Regions from separate parts of the Mus musculus genome. Here region 1 is linked to region 2. A link is a contact called in public HiChIP or PLAC-seq data. All regions are on one chromosome and are shown on one strand. The core of a region is the stretch at or near the end of the contact, and the rest is flanking DNA. Distances in the headings are between cores, read along the strand shown.

Evidence for each region. HiChIP or PLAC-seq counts read pairs in DNA pulled down with a chosen protein or histone mark.
Region 1: a contact with region 2 is called in a FOXA1 HiChIP or PLAC-seq map of pancreatic cancer cells. The contact joins two enhancer-like sites. A contact is called at or near these places in 2 of 15 datasets of contacts at CTCF or cohesin (large pre-B cells and pro-B cells), 14 of 484 Hi-C or Micro-C datasets (B cells, the C10 cell line, CD8 T cells and 11 more), 4 of 115 datasets of contacts at active chromatin or transcription factors (embryonic stem cells, epiblast stem cells, large pre-B cells and 1 more) and 1 of 9 other capture datasets (liver).

The regions. Positions count from the first base shown.
Region 1 is chr3:126,918,790-126,921,982 of GRCm38.p6, forward strand. Ank2 (ankyrin 2, brain) reads right to left here. Exons shown (of 48, transcript NM_001327938.1): 48 at 2,818-3,193. Among named protein-coding and RNA genes, the nearest start is that of Gm25501, 85 kb to the right of the region's middle. Within about 2 kb of position 1,667, at least 46 of the 459 cell types and tissues checked have an H3K27ac peak or open chromatin away from gene starts, as enhancers often do. A contact at or near this core is called in muscle stem cells and pancreatic cancer cells, where this site is marked.
Region 2 is chr3:126,560,013-126,562,824 of GRCm38.p6, forward strand. No RefSeq gene overlaps it. Among named protein-coding and RNA genes, the nearest start is that of Camk2d, 36 kb to the right of the region's middle. Within about 2 kb of position 1,264, at least 12 of the 459 cell types and tissues checked have an H3K27ac peak or open chromatin away from gene starts, as enhancers often do. A contact at or near this core is called in muscle stem cells and pancreatic cancer cells, where this site is marked.

The DNA of each region.
Region 1 (3,193 bases), core at 417-2,916, 360 kb after region 2:
ACATGCATGCATACCCACACATGTGTATCAGCATACATGCAAGTACATATGCACAGCATGCACACAAAAATGCACACATGCACTCACGTGCACTCGAACACACATGTGGGTGCACCCACATACCCATCAACACAAGATCTCCACTATGGCCTAGATGAGACTGGACTCTTTAAGACACCCCAGGGAAAGGGGCGCAGGGCACACTTTAATCTGATAACTACAAGGACTATTGTGTGAATACCCACTCCCTGACAGCCTGCCCAGCAATTCCTCCCTGGGGCTCCTCTGCCAGGCATGTTGCTTAGAGTACAGCCCCTCAGGCAGGGACTTGGCAACTCTATCTAAATTCTGTAGTCAAGTTTCAGAGAGAAAAAAACATTAAAAAAAAATGAGTGTGGGTACAGCTTGAAAAAGGAATGGAAACAAGAGCTGTTATGCAGACCGATTGAGAAAGAACTCTTGGAGTCCCTCCCTGAACATCAGGCTGAGCGTGACAGTGGGGCAGTGATTCTGGCACGGGAAGTGGTTTGGCGTTCTAATCGAGAGCAATTGTATTAAGGTCTTTAACACTGGCTCTGAGCTTGCTCAATCCCAAGTGTGGACTGATAGCACGTGTGGATATGTATTAAAAAAGATTCTGCGGCACACTGGCTTCTGTGGTATCAGGTCATAGCTTGTAGCTTTTGTCTGCATCTGCAGGATGATGTCCATGTGGCAAGAACTGTTCTATCTTCCTGGTGAGGAAATTGTCTTCTAAAAACTAGCTTTCACAAAGGACAAAGGAGTTTGTGCTAACCCCGCTGAGTGGATTCCAACCCAGGTCTTACTCAAAACCACACATTTAACCATAAAACACCGCACATTTAACCTTCAAAACCACACATTTAACTATAAACAACACATTTAATTATTTTGTCATGTTGCCTCTAAAACTTTCAAGTAGTCTCTGAATTCAACATCCCACAGTGGCTGAATCTGTCACTCTATTGAATTAGTAGAAATATCACTGTTGATATATGGGTGTATGTACATGTGCACACACAGAACCACTATATCCTCAAGCACCTTTAGATTCTAAGTACACCTTAATATACTATTTGCTCCATTGTGTGGCACTAACAGAAAATGGCTGGGGCCTTTTAATATTTGAGAATGTCTGTGTATAAACAAGAATTTAATTTGTGTAAAAAACAAACAACGAACCTGGGAAATGGGTCTGTTTTTCTCTTAACTATTTAAAAGATGTTCTTAAATATCGTTTTTGCCCTGAGATGACGTTGTATTACCTATTTACTCATGTGGTACATTGCAAGACTGTCATTGGATTCTGGTGTGAGTAGATAGGACTCAGAAATAGCAGCTCACCCAAGGGAAAGAAAGTATTGTTTTTAAGTAGAGATGATGGATTCAGTTTTCACAAAGTTTTAATATGCTTTTTTAATGAAAGCAGGCAGATTATCTCGAGAGAATCTGCCACTCAAGAAAAATTAGCATTGATTTAGGTTTTCATTAAAAATTTGTTTAGTTTCTTTCCATCTGACCTATTCTCATGCCTGGCATTTGCCCATAACCAGGCTCTCCAAGCTGACATCAACTGAATGGCTCCCACGAGCAGTCTCATTTCCAATTGATGCTTAGCGTCTATGCATGTGTGTGAGTTTACACCTCTGTATGACTAATACAGACCATTTACAAGCTATCTATCATCTTCCCTTAGATTAGAGGCTCTCTCAGCCCCACTTCTAAATATATTTTTGTAAAAGGGCATATGAGTCACAAAAGCTTACTTTCAAAACTGGGTTTGCACGAAGCTAAGTATGAGAAGATACCATATTTTCATATTTTCTCTTGCTATTCAATGTTCTACATCCAGTGCCAGGCAAACCCAGAGTTGCAGTAAGTAGAAAACAGAGCCCAGTAAGCAAATGACAGGGACACATCTACTGCTACTTGGGGGTGGGAGGGCACAAACTTTAATATTCTGTTTTCTTTAGTGTTGTTATGGTGATCCCAGACCCAGAAGATCTTGTTAATGAACAAGAGACAATACAAATCTAGCTGGCCTATTGATGTTGCAGTAAGATTTAAATAAACTCACTCAGTTTTAAGCATTTCTTTTGCTTTCACTGTAGACATACAAGACAGACAGGGGACACACACATACACACACACACACACACACACACACACACACGGAGGGAGGGAGGGAGAGAGAGAGAGAGAGAGAGAGAGAGAGAGAGAGAGAGAGAGAGAGAGAATGATTGATAATGCGATTTTGTTGTTTTGCTTTTTAAAACCCAAACACTCCAAAGGATTACAATTTGAATATTCCTGCCTTGTCTTTGTATGAATATATTCCTTTAATTTCCTGTTCTCTGGCTGCAAAACAAAAAAGGAAATGCCAGGGTTTACTGCTGTCCCGAAAGTCTGTCTCATACTGCTGTCATTATACATAAATGGATCAAATTCCTGTGGCCTTGCCCTCTGTGTTACTGATCAGATTCCCCAGTTCCCTTCCCTCAACATCCTTAAAAGCTCCTACTTTTCATTTACTAGATAGCCTCAAAATTTAAAAAAATTCATTAAAAAATGTCTTGTTTTGCCCAGTTGAGTAACAGTAAGAATAAAAGTTCCTCAGGGCTGTGGTGAGCTAGTCCACATGCTACCGTTTGGCCTCTCAGAATATTATTAAATAAAATCACAAAGGAAAAACAAAGGTAATTCATGTGTTTCTGTTGGCTTCATGTTGACCTCATTTAACAACCTCTGATTCTCCTAAAATAGACTGGTCATAAAGAAGGACAAAACCACCACTGCAACACTTAACACTTATACATTTTATTTAGTTAAATCAGCCATTGTACAACATTGCAGCTATGTATTGTTAGTGTTGTATTGTTTTCCAATAACTAATACATGCCCTCATAGATATATTCAATTAGTGTTATCACCATGGGAACAAGATGCTGATTCATCAACTGAAAATTCACTTCTCACAGTATTCAAGTTTTTGATAACACAGCAAAAAAAAAAAAAATTAAAATTGAAGGAAAAAAAAGTGAAGAACCATTAAGTTGCCACAAGGACATCATCTGCACTGCAAATAACACAACAGAAAGGCTTTTCATGAGCTCCAGGGCAAAGATCTGATAAGATGGCCACCTCATATCTCAAGAAGGGCTGCCACCTGCCT
Region 2 (2,812 bases), core at 14-2,513:
AGGGGATTGGCCTCATAGCCAGATGATCATCCTGGCCCAGACGCATTAACTCTTAAGAGAAGGGACAGTAATATGCAATGTTCTAATCTTTGGGTCAGATCAGAATGTCATTTGGGGGGCTGGAGAGATGGCTCAGCAGTTATGAGCACTGACTGCTTTTTCAGAGGTCCTGGGTTCAATTCTTAGCAACCACATTGTGGCTCACAACCATCTGTAATATAATCTGATGTCCTCTTCTAGTGTGTCTGAAAATATCTACAGAATATTCACATATATTAAATAAATCTTTTTAAAAATGTCATTTTTCTGCCTAGAAGTAGAATTCATATTTCATTCTTTGGACCAGAAAGAAGCAGTTCCCCTAGGCACCCAATAGGATCACTAAGCCCTAAAACCTTCACCTTTTTATTGTGGATGGGAGTTTGAGTCCAAAGCAAATCATGAAGGGACTTGTCCATCCCCAGTGGCCTCTGAACTTGCTGATGCCCATCGAACTTCTTAGCACAATGATGAAAAACTCTGTTCCTCCCAGTCATGAGAAATTAACATAAGATGTATTATCTTTTCTAACAAAGAGTTAAATAAGCCAAGAGAATCTCCAATGTTTTAAAGAGTCACCATTTGTTAAAATGCCCTCTTGGGTGAGCAGTTTCTATATTCAAAATATTGCTGAGTTTTTATCTCTTCATAGAAACTATACCATTCTATATTAACTCATGGTGCAAAAATGTTCAGGCTGAGCTCTGACCACTTAAGTGAGGCATAGGGCCCTTGCACTAGCTGTAACATCTTAGCCGATTTCCTGCTAGGTGTGCTTGCTTGCCTGAATTTTCACAGCTTCACTTTTCTACACAAGGAAAACTTCTTGCCTTGCAAGATTACTTCTGTGTGTGTGCTCATTTTTATGAGACCTCAGACCCATTTCCTCTCTGCCTCTCTCTGTAAGTGAAGACAAAGGGAAACCATTTAACTAGACCATTCTGTGGCTAGAAAAAAACAGTTTATTGGGAAACAAACTGCTTAGCCGTCACAGAGAGTAGAGAACAGCAGGCTTGCTTGTTTCATTGGGAAGTTAGTGGTAGCAGGAGAAGGCACATGGGCCAGAACAACCTGGTGGTTAGAATGGAGACTTTAATCTGTTGTGGGCTATTTGAGTTATTTGGGAGCTAGATGATTTTGCCTGAGGTAGTTGACCATGTAGGAAGTAGTGACTTTCCTGGTAAACAAAACCCATCTTGTGCGATCCCTGAGGCATGTCGAGGTTAATTTCCTGTTTAACTAATAACAATCTTTCTATTTACCCAGTCAGAGTCATACCTGGGTTAGGCCCAGGCTATAATCTTAGGACACTGGCAACAGCACTGGAATTTTGGGGGCCTGCTTTGGATCTAACACATCTAACACACATAATCTTCCCTGTCTTTCCATCCTATCTCAATATCACCATACATAATTACGTCTTATTTTCCTAGTTCCTTAATCTATTTTGTGTTGATAAAACAATGCTTCCGACTAGGTAGACCCAGGGAGGAGAAATTTCTTGATTGGGTCATACTTCTTGAGTCTAGTGTCTAGTTGGGGGCTTTCTGACTATTTGAGAGCTACCAAGCCTTTCTCTACGCTTGGTGAGCTTAACTTGGAGAGTTAGGGTGTTTATGGTCAGGGTCACCAAAGCCACCCAGAGACAGTGGTTTCCTACTCATTGTCTCAGACTCAAAAAGGAACAAGAAGTTATTGGAGGGATCATAACTTTATCTAGGGAACATGCAGAAGATTCCTGCCCAGTGTTCTTTGAGACGTACTGTGGGAACTAAATGGAGACTGAGGTCTGCTGTAGGAGTGTCTCTTTGTTTGTTATAATAGCATTTAGTATTGAACCCAGGGCCTTGTGCAAGTTTATCAAAGATTCTTCCGCTGAGCTGTGTCTGTGTTGGGACTGATTGGTTTTGAGTGCATCATGACTGACCCAGTAAACAGTCCACACAATGTATGCCTTTCTCCCTCAGTCTAACCTCCCACCAGAGTTACTCATCCATTTAGGAGAGTGGTCACATAGGCTATGTGACTAGCATACAATCCACTGTGGGCCCTGCCCTTGTCACCAAAAAAAGTGCTAACTGGTCTTCAGCACATAGTGGAAGGTGAAGGGGGAAATAGGTTGCAAGAAAGGTCTAACTGGCCCTTTTATAATGGTGTTAATCTCCACAGCGGGGCAGAATCCTTATAATGCAATAACTTCTTAAAGACCTCACTTCCTAATATGATTCCAATGGTAGAAAAGGTTCAGAGAGTGAAAAGGGACAGTCAAACTGTAATGCTTAACAAGATAATTTATTCGTTATATTTATTACTTCATTTAAATGTTCAGGTTGAAAAAGTCTAAAGAGACAATGTTTCCATTTTCCTTTAAGTTGCAAAAATTGGCATGTATATTTGGCCATCTTTACTCCATGGACAGAGCTTTATAAGTCTTGCTTGAATGAAAATAAGTGCTTTTCAAAGGTGGTGACTTTTTAGCGGACCTTAAAGAACATGCACCATCTGCCAAGAAAGGAATTGCTAGATAGAAAAATCACAAGAGTCAGAGGCCTGGAGGAGCACAGGCTTGGTTCAGTGCTGAGTGTCTATTTCAGAGCTAACGACACGTTGACTGGAACAAAGCTTAAAAGGAATAGCTTTCGTGCTGTTCGACTTGATTTTTTTACGGTCTGGAGAGCACTAGATGTTTTTCAAGAAGTCGGTAGCACGTTTCAAAGAAAAAAAATTGCTACTTATAAACAGGAAGAAAAGAGAAAAATAAAGATAACAGAAG